Regions from separate parts of the Sus scrofa genome. Here region 2 is linked to region 1. Evidence: chromatin contacts called from public HiChIP or PLAC-seq data. All regions are on one chromosome and are shown on one strand. The core of a region is the stretch at or near the end of the contact, and the rest is flanking DNA. Distances in the headings are between cores, read along the strand shown. Region 1 overlaps CLIC5 (chloride intracellular channel 5). Region 2 holds the start of CLIC5 (chloride intracellular channel 5).

Region 1 (2,700 bases), core at 82-2,581:
GTTCCTTTATGACCAGAGGCGTTTTTGAAACAAGACAGCAGTGGCTGCTTTATGAGGAAGTGGGCAGACAGTCCCCTCGTTATCCTTAGTGCCCTGGTGGTCCAGGGACCACCCGGGAGCCTCCCTCGTGATAGCAGCTGGGGCTGGGCTCAGGCCTTCCTCCAGGGAACCTGTTGTCTGAGGTGACACCCCTATCCCCCTCCCACTCCCCCCACCAAAGTACAGGTCTGGGTTTCCTACAGAAGAAACCTGGAATCCCAAAGCCACCTCGGTGACCTCTGTCTCTGAGCAGGGGGATTAGAGCGCACACTCCCAGTACTTTGTACTTGTTGCCCTGGCCTGCACCTCAGAGCAGAGGCTGAATGAGGGGGCTCGCGCCCCCATCCCCGTGGGAAGGTCTGGCCTCCAGCCTGGGCCCACCTGACCTGGGGTTGAGGGTGGGGAGGGAGGAAGGGGTAAAGGAAGGAAGCGCCTGTGATGGAAACGGCTTGGAATAATAAATGCACACACTGGCTTCTGAACGCGGCTCGCCACATCCTGGGGAATCTGGAAAAACGCTCCTCCTTGCCTCCCACCACCCCCTCCACCCCACCCCCACAGCCGTTGGCTTTCATGAGGCTTTAGGAGAAAGCACGGCAGCTTTGATAGTCAGGGGCTTGTTAGTTCTGGGCTAACAGCCCTCCCGGGGGCTGCTCTGACTCCTTTCAAACACTTTCCTATTTTAGGTCAAGGAAGTTCATAAAAGCAAAGACTGGAGGTGCTGGAAGGAGGGGGGCAAGGCAGAAAGAAGCAGCTGGCGATGTTCCCCAGGCAGCCAGCGACCTCTGGAGGATCCCCCGGGGCCTGGTGCACATGGCCCACCCTGGGTGCAGGCGACAGATAAAGGAAGGTGGCTTTGAACTCTCAAAGGAGATCTGGTCCCTTCTGGAACCCCCAGATAAAGCTTAGGCATAACTCAGTCCCTGGATGTAGAAGATGCTTGAAAGTCCACAGGCCTTACACTAAAATCCACCTGTCTCCAGGGCTGATTCCTCCACCTGCCAGAAGAGGGCAGCACGTGCTTCTATGTTACTGAGAAGCTGGGCCGCCAGGTCCAAAGGGTGAGCACCAGGGAATTCAGAGGAGGACTGGTGAAGTGAACAGCAGCAGCAGTAATAGCCATCACCTACTAGTGTCTGCTGTGTGCTGGGAACTGTCCCCCTGAGTGCTTTAATGCGCTCATTTAATTAACATGACTCTGCAAGAAAGGGCGCTGTGACAATCTCCATAGTAGAGAAGAGGAGGCTGAGAGGTACAGACACGAAGAGAACTTGCTGTTGCAGCCTGGGACTGCCTAGGCCAGAACTCCGCAAATCCAAGCCCAGGTGCCAAATCCAGCCCACTGCCTATTCTGCACTGCCCTCGAGCCAGGAATGGGTTTTACATTTTTGGAAGGTTGGAAAGTCCAAAAAGAAGACTTTGTGACCCTTGAAGACGGTATAAAATTCAAATCTCAGTGTCCGTAAATGAAACTGAGTTGGAACCCAGCCCCGCCCATTTGTTTGCATGCTGTCTGTGACGGCTCTATTGTTCCAGTGGCAGCATGGAGCAGTTGCGACATCCTGTATTGCCTGAAACGTCTAAGTTTGCCAACCCTGAGCTAGGAGATAAGCAGTGCTTGTTTCCAGGCAGGAACAAGGGGAAAGTACAGGAAACAGAGCGGACGTGACACTTTCCTGGATATGGGGTTGGGACAGCCATCCTGGAGGGATCTGGAAGCTTGTTGACTTTGATTCACTCTCTTTCCAACAGGGTAGCTCAAGGCCAAGCAGAAGGGAGGGTCTGACATTTCATCGCATAGCCTCTAGGAAGTAACAGAATGTTGGACTGAATAATGCCATTTGCAGCAACATGGATGGAACCAGAGACGCTCATACTAAGGGAAGTAAGTCAGAAAGAGAAAGACAAATACCAGATGATATCACTTATATCCGGAATCTAACATACGGCACAGATGAACCTATCTACAGAGAAGAAACAGACTCGTGGACTTGGAGAACTTGTGGTTGCCAGCGGGTTGGGGGAGGGATTGGGATGGGCTGGGAGTTGGGGGTTAGTAGATGCAAACTATAGCATTTGGAGTGGATGAGCAATGAGATCCTGCTGTAAAGCACTGGGAACTCTATCTAATCCCTTGTGATGGAACATGATGGAGGATAATGTGAGAAAAAGAATGTATATATATATATGTGTGTGTGTAACTGGATCACTTTGCTATACAGCAGAAATTGACAGAACATTGTAAATCAACTATAATAAAATTCTTTTAAATAAATTAAAAAGGCAAAATAAAATAAAAACATTTTTTAGATTAAAAGGGGGGGCGTAGCTATGGGAGAGAGTTCCCGTTGTGTCTCAGCAGTAACAAACTGGTATCCATGAGGATGCAGATTTCATCCCTGGCCTTGCTCAGGGGGTTAAGGAACAGACTCAGATCCCGAGTTGCTGTAGCTGTGGTGTAGGCCAGCAGCTGCAGCTCTGATTTGTCTCCTAGCCTGGGGAGCTCCATATGCTGCAGGTTTGGCCCTAAAAAAAAAAATAAAATAAATTAAAAGGGCTATGGGAACCACTCTCCCTATTTCATCAAGACTAAGAGGCACATTTTTTCATATTTGACATCTTTGAAATCAGACTGTGTCTGACCATCAAACTCTTAGAGCT
Region 2 (2,798 bases), core at 27-2,526, 94 kb after region 1:
CGGCCACCTGCTCAGGTTTCCCCCTGCTTCTGCAGTGCCAGCACCGAGGACCTATCATATGTTTCTTTCTCATTACGCTCGAGGACCTGGACCTGGAAACGCTGCCTTGGCCTCCTTCCTTCCTCCCACAGGTTGCAAAGAAAATGCAGCAGCTTTTGACGTTAGAGTCTTTTTGCCCAGGGAGCCGGGCGACTTAATTTAATTTCTTCACTGTGCCTCCCGGTCTGCCTCAGGTTACCCTTAGCGTTTCCTGACACTACCCTGCAGAAGCATGATTATGACAACAATAACAATGCCGGCAAGTGGAGTGTTTGTTTTCTGCTTCGCAGGTCTCAGAGCAAGAAAACATCTCTGTTTCCTTTTGCTTTTCTTTTAATAGCTCTGATTAAAACTGAAAAGGGGGATTTTTTTTTAAATGGTATCTTTGCCTTGTCAAAGATAATTTTATTAGTAACGCTTTCTTTTCGCCCTCTTCCTTTTCCTCATCCTCCAATTTTAGAAGAAAGCTTCAGGTGTCCAGCCAGGCTCCTGCCATCTCCCTACACCTGCAGATGCCTTGCAGGACAAGCCAAAATCGCACCAGGGCAGGGTGACCGCGGGTCCTGCAGCGGGTTTGACAAACTGCCGGCTGACTCTCGAAGAAGATAGCCACCTGCGAGATTGCACCTGACTCCATCCCGCCCGGGAGCCCCGCAGCAAAGCTCTGGTTTGCAGAGAGGCCACCCAGGGACCTCCAGGGCTGGCTTGCGCTCCCTGGGGAAGGTCGGGCGTCCCAGCTCTCTGGGCGCCTGGGCACGTGAGCCGCGAGCCGGGCTGGAGGCGCAGCAGGTGAGGCGGCGCCCGGACGCCGACCTACCTTCACGAAGAGCTCGATCTCGGGGTCCCTGTCGTCCCCGTTAGCCGTCGCCGCGTCCGTCATGCCGTCGGTGCCCGGGGCCAGCGTCCCGGGCCGGGGAGGCGCCACCTCTGCGGCGCCCGGGCCAGCGCTCCTGCTCCTGTCGCTGTTGCTGCGGCTGCCCCGCGGGGCCCCCTGAGGAGTCACGTTTATTTATCTAGTTTCTTTAATCTATTTTTCCAGCCGGGGAGAGCAGTGCCCGAGAGATCGGTGTCCTGGCGAGCACACGGAAAGGAGAGAAGCCAGGCGGGGACAGAGGACCGGGGGAAAGGTGGGCTTAGGGATGGGCAGCAGGTCCTGCGAGCAACAAGTGCCGCGCGCTGGGAGGTGTCACAGGATCCGCGCCCGGCAGTGATCCCGCGGTCGCAGCTTGCGCCCAAAATAGCTGGCGCCGCAGGGCGGGGTCAGCCGGGGCGGGCGGGCGGGAGGGGCTCCCCGGGAGCGCAGCCCCCGCCCCGCACCCACGCCCCGCTGGGAAGGCGCGGACCCGACCCGCGGCACTGCAGCCGGGGCGGGAGGACGTTCTGGGAAAGGTAAAGTGGAGAGGGAGTGGGGAGGGGAGTTGGAGGTGAGGGTGAGTGTAGGGAAGAGAAGAGAGATGGCCCTAAGCCTTACGTTTCATTAATGAAGCATCAGCTCCTCCAAGTTAGTCTCCTACCAATGTTACCCACTCGGAAAGACCCTTCCTGCCTTGGCGATGCTCAGGGTGCGGAGAGGCTGTGGGGAGCCGGGACGCAACGGGAGGACCCTGAAACAGGTGCATTTGCCATCCTCGTGCTGGGCAAATAGAGTAGGGCTGGGGGGAAGGGGAAGCAGAGACAGCAGGGGTGGTATAGACAGGTGGTGCGCAGCCAGGTCAGGCGCAGCCTGAGCCAAGATCCGTGCCCTTTAACCTACTGGGCTGTTCCCCGCCCCGCCTCGCCCTTCTTTCATTTCGTCTTTTCTTTTGCTTTCTCTTCTCTTCTTGCTTTTCTCATTTCTGGTTTTGTTCATTTGTTTGTTTCTTAATGAAGTATAATATGCATATGGAAAAACACACATATTGTAAATGTATAGTTCAGTAAAATTTTGCAATCTGAACCCATCCACGAAACCAGCCCCAGATGAAGAAGTAAAATGTTAGCTACATCCCTAAAGTTCCTAGTTCTAGTCCCCCTCTGCTGCTCTCATCCACCTGGGTTTACTATTATCCTGACTTGTAACAGCACATAGCTTGTACCTGGACTCTTACAATAAACACGGTCTATTGGTGTCTGGCTTCCTTTGCTCACCATTAGGGTGTGAGATTCATCTATTCTGCTGTGCATAGTTGGAAACCATCCATTTTTATTGCCACCATTTATTTATCCATTCTTCTGTTGATGGACATTTGCATAGTTTCCGGTTAATGATTACCATGGGGTTACTATGATTCTATCTATCAAACATTCTTTCACAATATGTGGACACTTTTCTGTTGGCTATATGCTCAGGAGAAGAATTGCTTGGTTCTAGCGTGTAAGAATGTTCCTCTTGAGTAAACACTGCCAAGTGGTTTTCCAAAGTGGCTGTTCCAACTTAAACAACAGGTGCTAAGTCTTTTGCATCTGGAATCTGGGCAACTTCTATTTGTGTTCTTTGTCTTCTCTTTAGCTGATCCCGTCTGTGCTCTGTCTTGCCTTGTTTATAAATATTTACCTGTTCCACAGCTTTCTAAGAAAAATTAATCACTTAATAGTAAAAGTAAGTCATTGTACTCATTAGGTACCAGGCAAAATGCTAAGCACTCTATATGTCAACTTATTTAATCTTTACAGATAGTGTTATTATCTCAGTTTTACAAGTGGGGAAACTGAGGCATAGAGTATTTAAGTAACTTTCCCCTAGTCATTCAGGTAGGAGATGATGGAATAGGATTTGAACC

What was found. HiChIP or PLAC-seq counts read pairs in DNA pulled down with a chosen protein or histone mark.
Region 2: an H3K27ac HiChIP or PLAC-seq map of skeletal muscle shows a contact between it and region 1. The contact joins the promoter of CLIC5 here to the enhancer-like site in region 1. A contact is called at or near these places in 8 of 47 Hi-C or Micro-C datasets (alveolar macrophages, fetal heart ventricle, heart right ventricle and 5 more) and 1 of 2 datasets of contacts at active chromatin or transcription factors (skeletal muscle).

The regions. Positions count from the first base shown.
Region 1 is chr7:40,713,115-40,715,814 of Sscrofa11.1, forward strand. The region is part of intron 4 of CLIC5 (chloride intracellular channel 5); the gene reads right to left. Among named protein-coding and RNA genes, the nearest start is that of CLIC5, 94 kb to the right of the region's middle. Within about 2 kb of position 1,332, at least 32 of the 83 cell types and tissues checked have an H3K27ac peak or open chromatin away from gene starts, as enhancers often do. A contact at or near this core is called in liver, skeletal muscle and subcutaneous adipose tissue, where this site is marked.
Region 2 is chr7:40,806,741-40,809,538 of Sscrofa11.1, forward strand. It overlaps CLIC5 (chloride intracellular channel 5), which reads right to left and starts at 1,277. Exons shown (of 6, transcript NM_001198923.2): 1 at 857-1,277. The coding sequence starts at 919. LOC110261532 (a long non-coding RNA gene) reads left to right here and starts at 1,515. Exons shown (of 3, transcript XR_002345749.1): 1 at 1,515-1,652.